Linked DNA regions of Oryzias latipes: region 2 is linked to region 1. The links are chromatin contacts, called in public Hi-C maps. All regions are on one chromosome and are shown on one strand. The core of a region is the stretch at or near the end of the contact, and the rest is flanking DNA. Distances in the headings are between cores, read along the strand shown.

What was found. A called contact is a pair of places that touch in the nucleus more often than the background predicts.
Region 2: a contact with region 1 is called in a Hi-C map of embryo, with 2.4 times the contacts expected there. The contact joins two enhancer-like sites. A contact is called at or near these places in 5 of 5 Hi-C or Micro-C datasets (embryo, fibroblasts and gastrula embryo).

Annotation. Positions count from the first base shown.
Region 1 is chr4:6,974,389-6,978,534 of ASM223467v1, forward strand. No RefSeq gene overlaps it. Among protein-coding and RNA genes, the nearest start is that of LOC101168279, 8.8 kb to the left of the region's middle. Within about 2 kb of position 1,528, at least 5 of the 8 cell types and tissues checked have an H3K27ac peak or open chromatin away from gene starts, as enhancers often do. A contact at or near this core is called in embryo, where this site is marked.
Region 2 is chr4:7,009,205-7,013,992 of ASM223467v1, forward strand. All of the region lies in intron 2 of LOC101162275 (neurogenic locus notch homolog protein 2), which reads left to right. Among protein-coding and RNA genes, the nearest start is that of LOC101162275, 22 kb to the left of the region's middle. Within about 2 kb of position 2,342, at least 4 of the 8 cell types and tissues checked have an H3K27ac peak or open chromatin away from gene starts, as enhancers often do. A contact at or near this core is called in embryo, where this site is marked.

The sequences.
Region 1 (4,146 bases), core at 278-2,777:
CCTGCAACAGACTAGCGACCTGTCCAGGATGTCCCCTGCCTTCACCCACAGGTGACTGGGATAGGCTCCAGCAGCCTCGTGACCCCGAAAGGGATAAAATGGATTAGATGATGAATGAGTTTTTAAAAAAGGAATAAAAGTGTAAATGGGGTTATGATAACTAAAAAAAATCTGTTAGGACTTAAAAGTAGGACTAAATAGCAGGGGGTTATATTCAATTAGAAAAAACAAGGTAAAAAAATTTAGGAAAAACGTTGGTGGGAATAACAAGGGACTTAGCTTTAATCAAAGTAGGTTTTAAAATGAGATGTTTAGTTTGTTTAGTCTGTGCATCTGTGGGTTTGCGCCGGGTGCTCCGGTTTCCACCCATTCCCAAAAAAAATGTTTATAGAGATGTAGTGACTGTAGGCAAATATAAAAAACAAATAACAGAGATATGATGTAACATCACAAAAATAAATCAGCTAAGCTTTAATCAATGCAATCAGTGGGTTTTTAAAATGAGGACATGTTCAGTTTGTTTAGACCTCCAGGGCAAAATGTGATATAGTACAAGATAGGACAATGTGCCCCAAAACCACTCGCCACAAAGACAGCGTCTTCCCCTGAGCCGTCACTCTGATGAACTCCTGACCACTCCAGAACACGGAACAACCATACAAACTGCCACACCAGAACTACTGCTGCATTCTTAGTCATTTTTATTTAGTTATGTTTATTTGTTCCTATATCTTCCTTATATTACTTTCTTTATTGTTTATCCTTTTTGGTCTTACCCCTTTACACCTTTTTATACCTTGCTAGTTTGCATGAGAGCACAAGACTCCAAAGTCAAATTCCTGGTACGTGCACTGTACTTGGCCAATGAAGCTGATTCTGATTCTGATATGTGACAACAAGCTACAAGCACCCCCATTAATATTTAATAGTTTTGACTCTTTCACAGTGCTTCTCTAGAGGTTATGGTACAAATCTAAATTGAAAGGAAGATATTTAGTAAACATATCAAAAAAGTAATGCAACCACAAGGAAGCACAACAGTGGTTTCATGTGCCGGTCCCAAGTCCGGATAAATGCAGAGGGTAAATTCAGGAAAGGGAGATTGACAGGCGGATTGGTGCGGCATCTGCCGTTATGCAGTTGCTGTACCAGTCTGTTGTTGTGAAGAGAGAGCGGAGAGAGCTCCCGTAGAGATAGTGGGACGGGTTTGGTCACCAGCAGAGAGCTCAGAGCAGTGCCGCTGTTCCTCTACATCCAGGGGAACCAGTTGAGGTGGCTCTGGCATCTGGTTCGGATACCTCCAGGACGCGTCCCGGCATGTCCCACTAAGCGGAAGCCCTGGGGAAGACCCAAGTCATGCTGAGTTGGAGCTTGGTCAGAGGCAGTGCCTTGGGCAACCTACGGGCTAAATTTGTTTATAGATAGGCGCTGGAATGAGCAGGAAAAGCAAGGGATTTAGGTTTTAAGTTTGACAGTCAGCTTATACCACATTTCTCCAGTAGGTCGAGTCCTTTCCTCACTAATGCAGATGTGGAGTGCATGGCCTTTGCTCATCATCAGCCTCCTGTTGGTCTCACCGGGTGGCTCGGACGACGTGACATTTGGGTTGCAGTTTGTAGGGCAAAGCGGACGACAGAAAAACCAGGGGGAAGACTCCAGTGCCTGTCAGACGTCTTGATCTGTGACTAGACATGGAACAGGAAATGTCAATGAAAAAATGAGAAGCGACAGAGGGTAGCGAGCCAAAAAGAAACCACAGGGCAAAGGCTACACCTCTCACAGGAAGTGCAGTCTGGTGAAGTCATCCGTCACTGAAACCCTCTAAAACAGTTTAGAGACAATTGTTTGGGAAAGTTTAAGTTTTGACTAACTTTTCAGCTGTTTCACTTTTGTTGGGACCAACTTTACTTTGAGAAAAAAGCTGGTTCTCCTTGGCTGTCCTCTGTCGTCTCTGTGTCTGCGACCGTTTGTCCAGATATTCTGTTTACTTTTAAGATTGGCCTTATTTCAAATGTCATTGCACATGTTTTTCACTTCTGCAGACATTTTCTGATTGTTCTTTTTTATTGTGCAACCCATTAGAACTGAAAGCCACATTTCATAGAAAAGTTGCGAAACAAGCTGTAAGACAAGAAGAAAAGAGGAGACATGGCATGCTCATAGTCATAATTGTAACTATTGTTTGATGCTCTGGCACTGATTATTTCAAACATCACAAACTGAGCACTACTCTGTCTCTGCTGTGAACAAATTTCTTTTATCTAACAAAGAGCTTTTTTTCATATAGAACTTTACTGCATTATCTGTATCACTGACTCATCTTTGCTCTAAACATTAAAGTAAATTCTTTATACTGCTAAGTTTTTTTAACACCCCAGTAAAATATAGAAAATTTAAAGCACACAGTGATCAGAGAAATGACATGAGTCTCCAGCACTGTCTCTACTTTGGTTGCCATGGTAGCAGCAATGTGTGACAGTCATGTGAAAACGAAGCTGATTGGATTAAAATACTTGGTGTGATCAGAGCTCAGGGCCATTACACACGAACAAGGCGAACCGCTGGCCTCTGAGAGACACTCTCAGGTTTGAAACATGTAGATTGGACCCAAAAGTTGCCAAATCTTTTTTTTTTTTTTCATTTTTAAGGACTTGCTGCATGTAAGTCACGTTAACTTATCTAGAATTTCTTGTGAGAGTTTCTCGCTCCTCCCATGTGATCTTTATTACGGAGGCCGAGAGGAGCAAGACACGCTTACATTTAAGATACAACAAATCCCAGTACAAATGAACTAATACCGAAACACAACAGTGAATCATTGAACATTCATTCATCTTCTTCCATTTTGTCCCTTTCGGGGTCACGGGGCTGCTGGAGCCTATCCCAGCCACTTGTGGGCGAAGGCAGGGGGCACTGTTGACAGGCCGCCAGTCTGTCGCAGGGTAAATCATGGAACAAATGACCAAAAACTGAACCACAAAAAGAAACCACGTTACTTTGCTTTTGGAATGTTTCATGTATTTATAATGTCCACAAAAAGACAACAGTAATAAATAACTTTGAAAAATCACGATTGGTTTTATATTACGTCCCTTTCTGCTAGAAGCCGTGTCTCTGCTTTCGTTGTTATGTTTCTGGACTCAGTGATTTGTTCCGTGATTTGCTTATGTGTTTCAGTTTTTGTTCATTTGTTGGCATTTGTTGTTGTTGTATCTTAAATATAAACGTGTTTTGCACCTCTCGCCCACCGTATTTTATGTGAGATGTATCATCCAAAACGTTGTCTGTGGTTTACGAGAACACGTTCTGTCATATTTACTTTGATGAGGCCCCCACATCCACAGGGGGTAACCAGTGGGGTTGGTGGGTCATTCAGAGCTGAGCGACTTGCATGTCTTTACCAGGGGGGTATTCCAGAAAGCAGGTTATGCTAGTTACCACGGTAAGTTTGAGGCTAAGGAAGTGGATAACCTCAGCTTTCGGTTCCAAAAACAGAGGTACGTTTCAGGATATGCTTAGTTCCCATAGCAACTCATACTCTGAACATAACCTGGTCTGGAGTAGGTTTAGTTGAAGGTTAGTTTGTTTTCAGAGAGGTGAAGCAGCATGACGTGTCCATTTGAAGATGATTTAGTGGATGAATAAGCTCAGATAATACTTTTTCCACCATGAGAGGGTGATAAGACCACGAATGGATGTTGGAAATATAAACTTTTTTATTTTGATCTAACTTGATTATTTGCTTCAGTTAAGATAAATCATTTTTTGACATCAGTCAACCTAAAAATAAAACGTAGTTATAAGACATTTATTTTACTTTCATTTCAAATCAATTCAATTAAGTGGGTGTAACTTCGGTGCTGCTGTTAGATCGGCACCGCAAGGAATTGTGGGATACCATTCCCTTTGCCTGTCTGGACGGATTTGGGTTTAAGTGTTTAGTTGTTTAGCTGTTTTACTGTGTTTTACCCAGTTATTTGTACTGTTATATTGAATTCTGATGATGATGAGTTTATATAGCACCCCTAGTGAAGCTTTGATTAGCAAGAACTGAAGTTGAAGTTAGAGTCATGATAGACAAATTTATCATATTGCAAATCCACATTGAATCATTCATTTTAATGTTATAGAAAAGAGAATATCTGT
Region 2 (4,788 bases), core at 1,092-3,591, 36 kb after region 1:
ATACCCCCCCCCCCCCCACCTCCAGCACCACCACTTTGGTTCCCCAATCCTTTTTTGATGAAGAGGGGTGGGTGAGGGGGTTACATGGAGAAAGGCTTTGCATCCTGAGGAGTAATGCCCCCCCCCCCTCCTTTTCCTCTGCAGTACTGATCTAGAAATGGGTTTATATCTGGTTCTGTGTGCTCACATAAAAGTTTTCCTCTTTTTTACATCAGTGGAGCTGAAACCAGAAACCAGAAGATCCTCCTGGGATTCTCTCCAAGTGACAGCAGTTTGTCTTCAGATTGATCATTTTTCTTCGCGGTGCTGCTACTTAGTGGAGGGGGGGCAGAAATCCATGTTGCTCTCAGAAGCAGACGCCTTTCAGAGTGCTGGGGAATGTGACGACCAAACCATAAAACCAGACGCAGGCGGGCAGCAGGCGTCTCTGTCACACAGGCTGTAAATGAGGGACAGCGAGGTTGTGTGTTTGGTCACAGTCACGCTTTTTCTGCATCTAAACAGGGAGGAAAATCTTTGAGTTCATCTGCTACTTTAGAACCGTCACTGCAGAGAATCAGATTTTAGCAGTTCATGCTTTTATTTTGCTAAAATTCTTCATCCTGGACCTGATCTGAACTCTGTTTTTACCCCCCCCCCCCTTTAGCTGCTTTCCCTCTGCAGACCCCCTGGACCATTTGACCAAAGGCTTTAAACAACTTGAAGGCCCTTTTCCAAACCTTTTCAGCTTTGTTTACATGTTAAAATGATTTCTTTGTAGGACAGTCTTGTTGAAAAACAGCCAAATGTTGAAGTGTCGGATTCTGGCTGAATGTTTCTTTGGTTTATGTTAAAAAAGGTTGTTTTACTGCTAAACTCACTGCTAGAGACTTTCCTTTAAAGACAAACGACGGAGTGGTTCTGGTTCTGTTTGCTCTCATGTTTTTTTTAGGATTTGTTTTAAACACAACCCAAACTTTTACCGCACAGTAATTCAGGACTCCACCCTGCTGCCCACGCCTCCGTCCGCTCAGCATCAGACCTCTGCTTTGAGATCCTGCCTTTTTCTGCGGCATGCATGGCTCTCTTCCCACATTTTACTGTCATACTTTACCTTTTCTCATTATGACATACCATGGTGGTGTTCTGTGCCCCCACAGCTACCCACCAACCCCAGAAGAGAATTTCCACTTTGTCTCTTTCAAAATAAAAGAGAGAAAAAAAAACAATCAAAGTGCCAAAAATCCCCCTCAACATCATGTTTAAAGTTCCTTTCCTGAAAACGCTCCACACAAAAGCTGTGTTCTGCCGTTCCACAGCCGAGGGACAGAACCGCATCATCCTAATGCGTTTGGTAGAAATTCTCTTTTGTAATTGCATTTTTTTTTTCTTTTAATCTTTGTACTTTCTCACATTCATCCTTGCTTCTAGAAAAGCTTTTTTTTATCTGAATGCAAAGCTTTTTAAACTGTACTGCAACACAAGCTATTTCACTAAGCTTGGGAATTTTTCTCCGCCACTCAGAAGTGTGCGCCTAGCGGGTAATGTTCATGCATGCACACACAGGAACAGTGAATGGGCCACCTATGCTCCAGCCAAGTCAGGGAATTATCCGGGGATTGAAATGTGAGCCGGCTGGTGCTCTGCCTCTGTTTCTCTCACACCATGTCTTCATAACAGCCGCGGGGGGGGGACATGTCAGAGTTATTAAGCATAGCTGAGCCTGGAATAGTGACTGAAAGAGGAGTGGGTGGGGAGGGTTGTAGCCGAAGATGAATAGGTCCCCAGGAAGGAGTAATGCCAAAGAAAACAGAATCAGAGACCTGGAGCACCTTGGGACCTGGGAATTTGGAATGAAGGTTGTCTGCAGGAGATAAGGCATGAAACGCTGCAGAGGTCAGCATGAGGTGGAGGAGGTGGAGGATGAAAATGGAGTCCAGAGAGCGAGGAAGGGTGTGCATTGGATAGGGGGGTTAATGGGAACCAGCTGTAGAAACCGAACACCTCGAGTGGGACAGAAACCAGCGGTGGAGCTCTGAGAAAGAAAAGAAAACTGCACGCAGTAAGAAAAAAAAAAAACGACGGGGAAAAGTGGAGGGAAAATAGGACTCATGGAGCTAAACTAGAGCCGAGTCTGGCGGCCGTGTTTCTTATAAAGCAGAACTTACTTCACCTTTGCAAACTCTTTGTTCAGGTTTTTTTTCTGAAGTATCTCTGTGTTGTTTTTAGCCTCAGTCTGGTGACAGTGTAGCAGGTCACAGCTTTCTCAGTAAGACGCCACTCCCTGATCATAATGTGAATCATGCACGGCCTTGCCTGTTTGCCTCGGGCGCGAGTGATGCTCCCGCAGGCTAATAATGAGCTCTCTTTGTGGCTGTGAAACCTGTGGGACGAGCTGCTGGTTCCTGACGTCACCCCAGCCGGTCCCATCCACTCCACTTGTTCTGCAGCCGTTTGACTGTCTGAAGTTTTGTTAGTGTTTAGTGAAACCAGAAAAAAACAGCTTGTGAAGCAGAAATAAAACGTTATTTCCAAGGAAACCTGAGAGAGTAGCAAACATCACATCAATCTGAGGAGAGGAAAAGTCTGCATTAATTCTCCCTCCCAGCTGACAGTCCGTGCTGCTGTGCCGTGAGTGCACGAGTCCTTCCCTGTTATATTTGTACTGTTCTCTCCAGTGGGTTGGGCTGCTTGTACTGAGGCGTGCACGGCTGCACCTGATGGCCGTTACTGTGATGCACAGGTAGACGAGCCGTGATCGGTGGCCGTCCTGTGGTGCGTTTGAGGACAGACAAAGGAGTGTCTTCTAACGTGTGTTGGGAGTCGCTCTGCAGATGTGTCGTGATCATTGATTGTATGTGAGAACTGGAGTGAGTGGGTGACGTCATTCAACAGGAAACTGCTTACTTCTGGTTTCAACCAAATGTAGTCAATTCAGTCGTCCCTTTTTTGGAACTTGGACACCGCCATGTTGGAGCCAGACGTCGTCAGTAAGCAGTGATTTAAGGACGCCGTCGAATAAGCAACTATATAAATTGGGATTGTTGACGCGTCGTTTTGTTTTATTGCCACTTTGGTTTTATGACCGCGCATCCGCCCAGTGGTGCTCACATCAAACCAGTGCCAGACATGCAGTGAGCGCTAGGGAGAAGATTCTTCTTCTTTTGTGTATTCACTGTTTATTGGCGCTCGTCCGCCATCTACAATAGGGAGAGTCAAAGCGGTGCAAATCACGCAAATCTTGCTCCAGGCTTTTTTGGTTTTACAGCTCTGTTCCTATAAATACCCGTCTTGGCGTTGTGTTAATCCGACCGGACAAAAACCACAGTTATTCATGTTTCCTTCGTGATCATGTTTACAACAGTTGGTACTTTCGGCTTTTGAAACAGACGCCACCCACAGGTCACTCCTAAATCCGAGTCCCCGACTGGTCAAAGTGCTACCATTCAGCATAAAAATGTTCAACCGGTTAAACTATCAGCACGCGATCAATGAGCATATCAATGATATGTAGTAGAGTTTGTAACCAGACTTAAAAACTTTCGTAGCAACGCACCATCATAAGCGTTGCGGACGCGGAAGCCCGAAATTCTGGTCTGCTCCATTAACTGTAGATAAGGGAGGAGCCAGTGAACACCAGAGATGGCTGCAACACTTACAGAGCATCTTTAACGTGTTTTTAAAAGGAATGAGACTGATGACTTTTCTGACATCTGATAAATCCCAGAGTTAGATCTGAGGCAGAGATTAGCAAGATAAAGTCTAAACTTTCTACGCATCAAATTGGTTTCATACAGTTATGTAAATCTCATTCAACGAGCTGCTTGTTGCTTTTATGAATCAGAGGGAATTTTTGTTTTCTGTTTTTAGGGTGAGTGTTCGGTGACTCAGGCGTGACGCCCGCTCTTTTTTATGGTTCCTAAACCACAATGCTGTTGTTTTCTGATGTTTTCAATGTTTGGAGTGGAGTGATCTGTGATAAACACAGCTCCGAAGGAAGTGAACGCCGTTCTGATGTCCTTTCAGAGTAAAACTCAGAGGGACAAGGAGTATTTTTATGGATTTGTAATGACACACGTCTGCTATTGTGGGTCACATTTCTGCACACTGTGGTGTCACCTGAGACCCCCAGGGAAGCTCGCTTTCAAAGACTCCAGGGGAGGCGGCGGGCCGCTCTGCTGCTCACACACACACACCTGTTCACGCACACACACTGACACACCCCTATACATGCACACAGACACACAAAGACATATACAAACTCAGATATACAGACACATGCACATATTTATGCAACTTCACACCTTCTTACAGGTGCCCAAACACATGCACACACAAAGACAAATACGTGCACACAGACATGCACATATACACGCATACACACGCATATTCATGCACCTTCACACACCTTACAGCTGCCCACACACACAAACATATACATGCACACAGACACTTTTATGGACACACATATACCTGAAGACACACGCACATGTACACACATATGCACAAACAGAGGCGCAGACACACAAAGGTGTACACGCATACATGTTGAAAGGCAGACACATGAATAACAATTGTCTTCTGGCCAAAAACAGTGTGATATGAGGAAGTGACGAATGAAAGCAGCTCCAACTGAGAAAGAACAGAGGAATAGAAAGTCACAACGACCCATGGTTCCTAATGGGATTCCTGCTGGACACAGTGCAACAGAAGAAATGAAATATTCCCTAGAGTTTGGCGTGAAAATGAAGAACGATACAGAGAATAGACTCATGGAAACTACACAGATCATCTGCTCCTCTTGACTCT